2 separate regions of the Mus musculus genome follow, and region 1 is linked to region 2. A link is a contact called in public promoter capture Hi-C data. All regions are on one chromosome and are shown on one strand. The core of a region is the stretch at or near the end of the contact, and the rest is flanking DNA. Distances in the headings are between cores, read along the strand shown.

Region 1 (5,133 bases), core at 1,197-3,696, 79 kb after region 2:
CAAAGGCTTGCTAGTGTATGCAATGGTGTCATCGTTTCGCCAGGGCCAAAAAATGGGAATGGGTGGGTAGGGGAATGGGGGGGGGGGACTTTAGGGATAGCATTGGAAATGTAATTGAGAAAAATACGTAATAAAAAAAATAAATTAAAAAAATAAAAAGAGGTGAGGAGAATTTGTTTCTTAGCAGAGCTGCGCAGTTTTTACCCAGACCACGTGGGTTTGGGACTAGGACAAAGGGCATGCTGAATGGGCACGTATAACTCAGGGTTTGTGGCTAAGGCTAGTACACACCTAGGCTGACCCAGGGATATGCAGCTAAGAATTCAGCTGGACACTTTCCTGTTCTGGGCTGCTGTGAAGAGCTTAAACCATGGATGCTGAGAGCTCCTGCTGGGATAAGGCAAGCTGAAGCGATGTGGCCTGAATAAGATAGGAATAAAGGAAACTTTAATTGTTTTAAGGATAGAAGGATAAGTCTGAGAGTAGGCTCATACAGAAATATAGAAGAGAATTTAATTGAAGTTAAATACATAGGAAAGGATGTTAATTCAAGTTATATAAAGAGAAAGGTGACATAATATATGTAACCACAGAGATGCTAATATCCATAGAAGGGAGAATTAATGAAAATTGATTTTATTATTTTTAAGGATAGAGAAGAGACATAATGTAAATGGTTTAAAGGAAGTTCAAAAAGTCTATGCATTGCAGGCAACTGGGTTCCTTGAACATGGGCTTCATGGGAATTATTGAATTGCTTAGCCTGGTGTGACAAATTAATAGCCTGGAAATATGCGTATATTGTAAGCAGAAGGGAATTTAATTGAAATTGAAAAAAGAAAGGGTATCAATTTAACTCTTATGAAGATAAAGGTAATATATATATATATATATATATATATATATATATATACATATATATATATATATATATATACACACACACACAGATAGATAGATAGATAGATAGATAGATAGATAGATAGATAGATAGATGGTAGATATCAATCTCCACAAAAAGGAGATTTTTAAGTGTACATAGATGAATAAATAAATTGAGGCCTCTGATCTCATAAAGGTCAGTGCAGGTGTTAGAGAGGAAAGCCTTATCTCAGAGAGATAGTCAAAAGTTAGGCCTTGATCTTGTGTCAGGACAAGGCAGGGGATAGTGAAGAAGCACTGTTTGAATGGATAATAATAATTGTTTAGATTGCTTTAATTGCTTTGAATTGTTTTAATTATCAAAATGCCGGCGGTTATAAGTTTGGTGCTTATGGTATTAAAAATCTTCTGTGCAAGGTGTCAAAATGGAACAGGCCTAAAGAGAAAGGAGGCTGCTAATTTGAATCAATCTATACCTTTGATGATTTGGGGCTGCGAGGCATGAGAGCTACAGAAGAGAGAATGCAGGTCGATTTGAATAGAGACGAATTGGTTACCTCAACACCCCATCAATTTCACCTAATGGAAAGCTTCCTAACTGGGCAGGGTCTCATCTCCAGATGTGGAAAACACATCCCACTTTTCGTGGCAGAATACTTCGAGAAGTGGTTGGCACAGGGACAAGGACACAGTACAATACAAATTTCAAATTGGTTGGTATCTGGTGGCTTCAGTTTACTTTCCCTCAGAGAGTGAAAGCAGAGTAGACTTCCTTATTGTGATTGGCCTACTTGTGGATTTGGCTTTGGTTTCTCTGCTAATTTAACTCTTATAAAGATAAAGAACATAATGACAGATAAACATCTCAGCTTCAGTTTGGAGACCTGAAACTTTCAATGACTGATGATGACATAGGGCTTGACCTTTTGGGGTCATGAGCGAGGTCTAATTCTACAATAATGTCTTCCATAAACTTCATATAACTCCTTGTGCCAATCACTTCTTGCATCTCTCTGTTTACTCGTCATATATATTAAATATAATTCTCTCCAGCTTACGATGAAGTGGCCACAGTTTTAAACCTGGCAAGTTATCTAGCCTAAGAACATTGCTTTTAAATACACAGAATCCTGCTTTGGATGAAATAGAGACCCCATAGAAGGCAGTTTGCTAATTAAAAGAGAATTTGAATAATATTTGTTACATTGTTCATTTATTCCTTTATTCATAAAATGTTGCCCAAGGTGGCTCTTTCTAACCATAACCTACCCTACTCAGAGGAATTCTCTCTGTTTGATAAATGTGCATGAGGGAAAGATGACTGAAAGTATCAGAAACAGATATATATTTAATGTTCTGATATTGAAAAACCAAGGAAAGAAAGTGGGATAGGATTGGTGGAGGATGGTTTGAACAGAAACTGTCTTTTCTTAATAGTTTTGGGAAGGGTGTGATGGGGTAAACCTGCTAACTCCTTATTTCTGTCCTCTGCTTAAATATCTGAGCTATATGCTTTTTTTCATGACTCATACTACCACCACCCTAAACTGGTCATGAATTGAAAACAGGAAAGAGGAAGGAGCCTTTAAAAGGACTGGTCTCAACAGAATTGTTAGGGGTTCACTGACTTCCCCTTATATGTTCATCAGGCTTTAATTATATTCTTATCTGGTGCTCTCTTCTTAAACAAACAAAAAAAAATCGGCAAGAATTTAGATTCATGCGGATTGTCTCCTGTAACAATTTCTAACTCTGTAATGTTTACCAAAACCCTCCCAACGTTTCTGCCATGATGATGTCATAAGATAGAGTATCTTCTCGTCATTCACTAGTATTTTTTCTTTATGTCTTCTCTTTATCATTGAGCACAATTTAATAATCTCAAGAATATGTGCTAGCTCTCTTATTGTTAGAAACATACTATAGTTAAAAATCAACTATACCTCAGACATAAGCTATAGTAAAGAGGATCAATTATTTGCTAGCTATAGAATATTGCACCAAACAGAAAGGGAATATAAAACTTTCTTAGCAGCAGTCCACAGAACATAAAAGATCACACTGTAGACCACTAAATGTGCTTTAACAAATACAAAAGAATCAAAGTACATCTATGTCTTAAAACATAGAACTTAACATAGTACATAACACTTAACATAGTGAAATAAAAACAAAAATTGCCAACAATGGGAACTACACAAATGTTTGAATAATGAGCAATATGTTTTTGAATGAACAGTTCATCACTGAATAAATCAAGAAGGACAATTTAGGAATCTAAAATTTTCATATGGTTAAACAAAACTGATAACACACCTCTCAGTTCCAAAGGAAACTCCAGCTCCCTAAATCCAAAGGGTAGTGCCCATGTCCACAAGTGGCAGTCTAGGCTCAGTTCAAGCTGGACTTTAGAAAGATTTCTCGAATATAGTTAAAATCCTATGGTTGGCATTTCTCAGGAACCTAAAAAGGCAGGTCCCTTGCCTACCAAAAGAGCCCCTTCCCTGGGATATATTTCTGTTGGGTATACCTATGGTTGCATATCAAAGCCTTTGTTGGCTTCTACGCTCCTTCAGACCCTACTCAACATTGTGTTCAAAGCCCAGACTATTCTTCTGGCCCGTCTCCCCTTCCCCATTTCTTCTCCACTATGCTAGCTCCCAGGCTATTGCAGTTCACAGGCTACCCTCTCTCAGATTTATTCTTTTACATCAGGTTTTACCCCATCCCCACCAGCTCTGCTATTCTGGCTTCTCTCACAGATAGTCCTGATATTGTCCAGGCTGCTTCTTTTGTTTGTTGTTTTTTTCTCTGCTCTGGGCTGTTCTAGATGCCTCTAGTTGTTCTCTCTCTCTCTCTTCAACCACCCTCCCCCAACCAGGGAGCATCCATTTCTTTATTGTGCTCTTGCTTACATCTGGTGCCAAAAACCCAGGAGGGAAACAATAAGTCCTTGTTCCCAAGAGGCCAGGCTGCTCCTAACAGAACTAACTAAGCTGCTGATTCGGCCCTAAGGTATGGATCATTTGTTAATTCTGGCTTCTGTCACCCATCATATTCAACTCCAAATTTCGGAGTCCACCTCTCTGGCTGCTTCTCTTCTGCCTGCTTTAAACCCTGTTCTCTCCATCTCTATTCTGGTAAGTGCTACCTCTGAGCTGTCTGCTTAGTCTCTTCTCTCTCCTTGACTTACTGGAGTTTCTCTGTATCTTTGTTTCTATCACTCTCTTCTGGAGCAGTCACACTGCTACACACTTGCTATAAATGTCACACTGGCTACAGTGTATCAGACAGTTTCTTTCACCTTAGGAGGTGCCTGTTGAATGAAAATGGACACCTCTCAATTGTGATTCATTGACATTGCTCTCTGTCAAGTCTCCTGTTCTGCTTGGGGATCAAATTGAGATAGATAATTGTCACCATGTCAACTACCCTTCTAAGACTCTAGTCATTGCCTGACTCCCTCCCCCAGACACTACTATTGACCTGTATTTCAACCTAAAATATCTAGGGTGCAGCTAAGGCAATTCTAAGAAGAAACTTAACAGCTTAAATGCTTAAGACTTATGGAGAGAGAGAGAGAGAGAGAGAGAGAGAGAGAGACATAGACACAGAGACACACAGAGAGAGACAGACAGAGAAAGAAACAGAGACAGAGAAAACCAAATCCAATTGTAGTAAGTTCCAAGAAATAATAAAGATTAGGGTCAAAAGTAATGAAAGAAGATCAAAACAACAATACAAAGAATTGATCAAAGAGTTGGTTCTTTGAAAGACTGACAGGCTCTCGTCTCAGTCTCTCCCTTTCACCTCCCCTCACCTCTTCCACCCCTCTTTCCCCTTCTCAGAAAAGGAGTGACCTCCCATGGATATCAACCAGCCTTGGCTATCAAATTGCAGTAAGGCTAGGCTCAACTGCATCTTCTTCTACTGGGGCTAGACAAGGCAGGCCCGTGAGGAGAAGGCGATCCAAAGGCAGACAATACAGTCAGAGACAATCCTGCTCCCCAGTAAGGAGTCCCAACTGAAGACCCAGGTGTACAACTGTTATAACAAACAGACAGTAGCACACAATTTTGTTACATATAGTAACAAAATTTCATCCCATGGATACAAAGTTGATTAAGCATATGTAAATTTAAAAATATATTGTGGCAAATCCGTATAAGAACAAAAATCACATGATAACCTTAACAGACACAGTAATAATCTTAATAGACATATAGTCAAAACAAACTAAAAGGGGGTTAC
Region 2 (5,168 bases), core at 1,858-4,357:
CCCAGAAAAAGGTTTGGAAATCAATTAATTTTCATCCAGGGCAAACATTCATAGGGAACAGAGGACTAAAGTTCCAGTCATACCCTACTACCCTCTAGTACTGTAGGCATTTCCTATTAGTCATCCACACAGTTCCCAGTTTATTCATTTATAAACAATGCATGCAAACCAGGCCTGGTGGTTCATGATTGTACTTGGGGAATAAAGCAAATAGATTTTAAATTTGAGTTCAGCATGAGCTAAATAATGCAACTCAAAGTCCAAAATATCTAATGTCAAAATCATTATTTCTCATGATAAAAAATTGAAAAAAAATTCCAGCCAGCCCAGAAACAAATGGATCTGTGGTAGACAAGAAACCATTAAAGTTATCTTCTTTAAAAATATGCAAAATAAAATTCTTCTTATCATGTTAAATAAGAGGCCAAAATTATATCTAGGATATCATAGTGAAGAAATATTTAAAAGTATGAAAATTAAAAAAGCCAATGTCAGGATTTGTACATATTTCACATTTGGATTTTTCCTCCCCTTCCCTTTTTTTTGTAGAGTAATATATTACTTGTTTCAAATACGCACACGTGCATATGGGTATGTATGTTTCATATATTACATATACATGAGTATAGGTATCCACGAGTGTGCAGAGAAATGCTCTAACCTTCATAAATCCATAGACTATAGAAAGAATTCTGGTCAGAACTGAGCGGATGCTGCTTAGGAGGGCCACTCTCAGCTTCCAATGTTTCCTTTATGAAAATAGAAACTTGGATCTTAAGGAATAACAGACAGGTATAAGCCTGGCATGGCAAATCCACTTCCAAGCACTCATGGGCTTCACAGAGTAATGTGGTTTGTTAAGCAGATGCATGGTTTGCATGCAGCCTAACATGAGCTCCACAGCCTCAACCACATGGGGTCCACATATGGTAGATAAAAAATAACTTGTGTTCAGAAGGTGGGTGGAAGTGACAGAAATTACATCATCATAGAGGTTACAACTAAAACACAAAATGCAGTCCCCATTTTGATCTCAATAGCCCTCCTGAAGGAAACATAGACTGAAAATTATCCCTGTGAGAAAAGATCTGATGTAGTAAGCACCCATTAAATGATCATTTATTCTTCATATACAGGCTCTGCCTGCAGGGAAAACACTCAGGTACCTGAAGATTCGAAGGCAGCAGCTTTCTACTACGGGTCACAGTGGAAGCATTTATAAATCGCTCATTTTAGATGACTCTCAAAGTCTGAAGACAAAAGACACTTCCCTATTTTCTCCTTGGTAACTGGACCATTGGGTGGAATAAAATCTTCTGCTCAGCAATTTAATGAATTTAAAGGGAACTGAGAGAAAGACACCAGCAGCATCTCATTGTGAGTAAGAGCAACTTCTGCAGAGTCAAAGGAAGCCTCGGCTACTCTGATCCATCTTAAACCCCAGAGTTAGCCCTGAGCTCAGGCTTTGCAGTATGGAAACCAGAGAACCTCAGCAGGCGTGCGTGAGGTCCCTGCTGCTAAAGCCCACCCGTATTAGAGGCTCACATCTGGTGATCAGAACAGAACGGAGGAACCCCAGCAGCGCAGTGCCGAGTGGCAGTGTGGATGTGGTTGCGAGCACACTTGTGCTCAGAGAACAGTAGGCAATTGGCAGGCTGAGCTTTACAGTCCTGGAGAACCTGCCAAGTGCACTGGGCTTCTGGTCAGTTGCTGTTTCTTCTGGAAAATTCTGCATATGGTTTAGCATAACTAATTAGGGTAAAATATTAATCAATCATAGTCTCTCTCTCTCTCTCTCTCTCTCTCTCCCCATACACACACACATACACACATACACATACACACACACACACCACAGTAACAGGAAAGAATTGCAGAAACAAATAAAAACCTGAGCTGGCTTTTAAAAGTTGGGCCCGAGGCATCTGTGTCAGCCTCTCCCAATTCTGTTGTTTGGTTAGCAGTGCACTTGACTGACCCCAGAGAATGTTTTGTTCCATTTTGTTTCTTCTTTTGAAGTACTGAAGATAGGTGTAGAAAAAAAATAGCCTCTCATGTTCCAGAGACGGGAACCTGACGGACTGAGCGGGTTCTTTGATTAAGCGTGTTCTTACTCCCAACATTCAGGGCAATCCATAAACGCCCATGAGGTCAGATCCTTAAGTTTCCATCCCAAATCCCTGAGACAGAACAGCAATACATACGATGCCAGCTAATAGTGGACCTTGCGGAGGGAGGTTGGAAATAATTTTGGAGTAAAGAGATTTAAGAGAAGCTGACTTAGAAAGCAAGGATCAGAATGACTGCGATTGTTGTTGGGTGGACCACAGGAAGGAGTGCCAGTGAAGCCGGGGCAGGGAGCCCCAGGGGAGCCCAAAGGAAACCAAATCTGATCTGCTGTGTGACAGTGCTTCACATGATGCAAGTATCCATGTCTGTCACAGCCATACATTTTAAAACCCCGCCGATGAATTAGCATTGCCTAACATAAACCTGACACTGCTCAGGTTGAATGGCATCTGTTTCAGGCACTACATAGATACATCCAGAGCCCAGTTACCTTTTAAACGATCCTCGAGTACTGGTAGCAGACACTCCCACTTTGGAGATCAGAACATTGAGCCTCAAAGCTTGGGCAAAGTAGGGTATCAATCAATGCCTTAGCAGACACTAACTGGATGTCTAAGTTGGTGCTCTACAATATAGGGATAGAAATGCGAAGATAAGAGAGACTCGTAGAATTCACACCTCTGCCCACAATGTACTGATCAATCCCAGATGATGATGTCTCAGCATCACGACAAAGTGCACTATCCTCTAAAAGCACAAGCTGAGAAAAGCCCCAAACCAAAGAACCACGTGTGTGATTGACCACAGTCCCCCCTTGGTTAGCTGCTGTTGGATACCTACAGCCCCTTGCCTTGCTAGCCACAATCCAGAGGGAACTCTGTCTCCGGGGCTCCCTAGCCACTTGTTCTACCTTTGCAATTACTGAAAACTAATCCTATCCAACACAAGTGAGTGAGTCAGCTGTGAAACTGCTCCTGGAAACAGGGGGCTGGGTGGTGGGAGAGTGCACAGATGGCGTTTCCTTTTTAAATGAAATGTTTTGGCATCAGCCTCTGTCAAGAGCTTTCCCTTGTTTCCATCTGGTTTGGGTCCTGGAACACACACAGGAGAGAATGGGAAAAGCAAACTCCGCCTGCGTGCTAAACCACTAGAAAAGCTAAAGTGCCTGCCAGGACTTCCTCTAGTTCCCCAGAGACCAGAGCATTCTGCTCAAGGAATGTCTTCATGTTGTGTTAAGGGAATGGGAGAGCTCTGTTCTTCAGACCTAGCCCTGTGTTGGAGAAAAATATTTGAAAGTGTGTATACTTTGGAGCAGAGAGTCTTTCTTGCGTGTGGTCTCAGCCCTGTGTTCTCTCGCTGTTCCACTTCATGCAGGGCACTTATCCTCTTAGCTCTGGCTGGGTCATCTGGAGAGCAGAAATAACAGAAGCTAGCATGTTGATTAACTGAGATGGTACATAGTAACTTCCTGGTTGTCTACTGTTGGGCTCATCTGTTCAAAGGGGCTTCAGAAAAAGATAATGATATTACTATTAATTTTCACAAGAAATTGCCTAGAATCGTAAGAACACCTAAGAACACTTCTATTCTACAAATGAACAAACAAACCAAGTTTGTGCATAGCCAGGTCACTATGAGGAGACACTGAATTGCTCTGGGGAGTCGGTTTCTAAGACTCAAATATATCTACTAGTAGCACCTTTAAATGTGTATGAGATTTACAGCTTGGCTTACAAATCTTACCATCCAGCAAAACCGAAAGCATAACCTGTAGGAAACAAGGCAAGGCCAAGGAATGCTCATCAGCTGCTTGAGATAGTGAAGAAGGACACCTGATTTTGGAATTCTCACGCAACTCTTATACCAGTAGAAAGCAGAGCACAGTCATTAAGGGAACACAAACTAGGGTCAAGCTACCCAGGTTCAAAACCAGGTACTGCTACTCATGACAACATTCTTAAGCAAGCTAATTCATGTCTGTCTTCAGTTCCTCACCAAAAAAATGAAAAGAACTACATCACAGCAGTATTGTAAGGGTAGAATGGATGACCATAGGGAAAGAAATGGAGCCAACGGTTATGACTATTTTAACCAATGGTTTCATTATTACAAAGAGAAAGATTATCAATAAACATTACAGAGAACATTGCAGTTTTATAAAACTAAAAAGACTACAAGAAAACTAACAGAAATAAGATAACAAGGGTAACTTTGTTTTGGATTTCATTGCTTTCCAAAGTTACTTCACCTTCACCTTATGGCTGAATTTACATACCAAATCTTTGTAATAGAGGCATACCCTGACAAGTCCTACACCTGTATAAATGTCTATTAATGAATGCCTTTGACATGAATAGGAAGAAACGGCATATGAAAAAGGAACACTTCTCTATCACCTGTAAACAGAGAAGAATCCACTCTTTTGGATACCACCTGAGCTAAGTCAGAGGCATGGGGGTACGTTAGCAACAGCCTAGATTTACTTTTTAATGGAAGCACATAAAACTGTAGAACTGTAGAAGGGAACTAAAAAGTACTCTTGTAAATAAAATCCAATACCCCAAATAAGGCATTATGTCACATATTCCAGTGCACAGTCCATAGTCTAAGTCCCTCAATTGGTAAAATGCATTTAATACCTGCATAATGCAGGTGGTTTTCCACAAGCTTCCTGGTGAAGTTAGTGCGTCCTGGAAGAGGCCAGCGTTAGTGTTCCTCAAAAGGTTCCAGGGTTACTCCTTTGAACACTAAGGTTAACAGCTGCTAAGATGCAGGGCCGAAGCACCAGCTTCCGTCCTCCTAATCTACTGCCTTCTGTGGAACACATCTGCATAATTACTTCATCAGAGTGTATTCAGAACTTTTTTTTAAACACAATTTTGTTCGTTCTACAAATCTGTAATAATTTGAGAAGAACTAAGGTTTTTCTGTTCTATCAAGATATGTAAAAGAATGTGCTAATCACAAAAATTGGTTTCCATGTGCTCCTTCTGTGGGCACATAGCAGCAGCCAGCGAGAGAGTGGATCCATTTATGAATATGAAAGCTAATATCAAATATTATACATACCAAATTAAAATAGAATCAGGTAAACAGGT

The links. Capture Hi-C pulls out chosen DNA fragments and counts their contacts.
Region 1: a promoter capture Hi-C map of adipose tissue shows a contact between it and region 2. The contact joins two enhancer-like sites. A contact is called at or near these places in 2 of 39 promoter capture datasets (3T3-L1-derived adipocytes and embryonic stem cells), 1 of 484 Hi-C or Micro-C datasets (bone marrow-derived macrophages), 1 of 115 datasets of contacts at active chromatin or transcription factors (heart atrium) and 1 of 9 other capture datasets (adipose tissue).

What each region holds. Positions count from the first base shown.
Region 1 is chr12:45,090,160-45,095,292 of GRCm38.p6, forward strand. No RefSeq gene overlaps it. Among named protein-coding and RNA genes, the nearest start is that of Gm24731, 16 kb to the right of the region's middle. Within about 2 kb of position 2,447, at least 22 of the 459 cell types and tissues checked have an H3K27ac peak or open chromatin away from gene starts, as enhancers often do. A contact at or near this core is called in adipose tissue, where this site is marked.
Region 2 is chr12:45,010,289-45,015,456 of GRCm38.p6, forward strand. All of the region lies in intron 2 of Stxbp6 (syntaxin binding protein 6 (amisyn)), which reads right to left. It overlaps Gm38487 (a long non-coding RNA gene), which reads right to left. Exons shown (of 2, transcript XR_381564.3): 1 at 3,376-5,168; 2 at 538-2,695. Among named protein-coding and RNA genes, the nearest start is that of Gm38487, 6.6 kb to the right of the region's middle. Within about 2 kb of position 3,108, at least 62 of the 459 cell types and tissues checked have an H3K27ac peak or open chromatin away from gene starts, as enhancers often do. A contact at or near this core is called in adipose tissue, where this site is marked.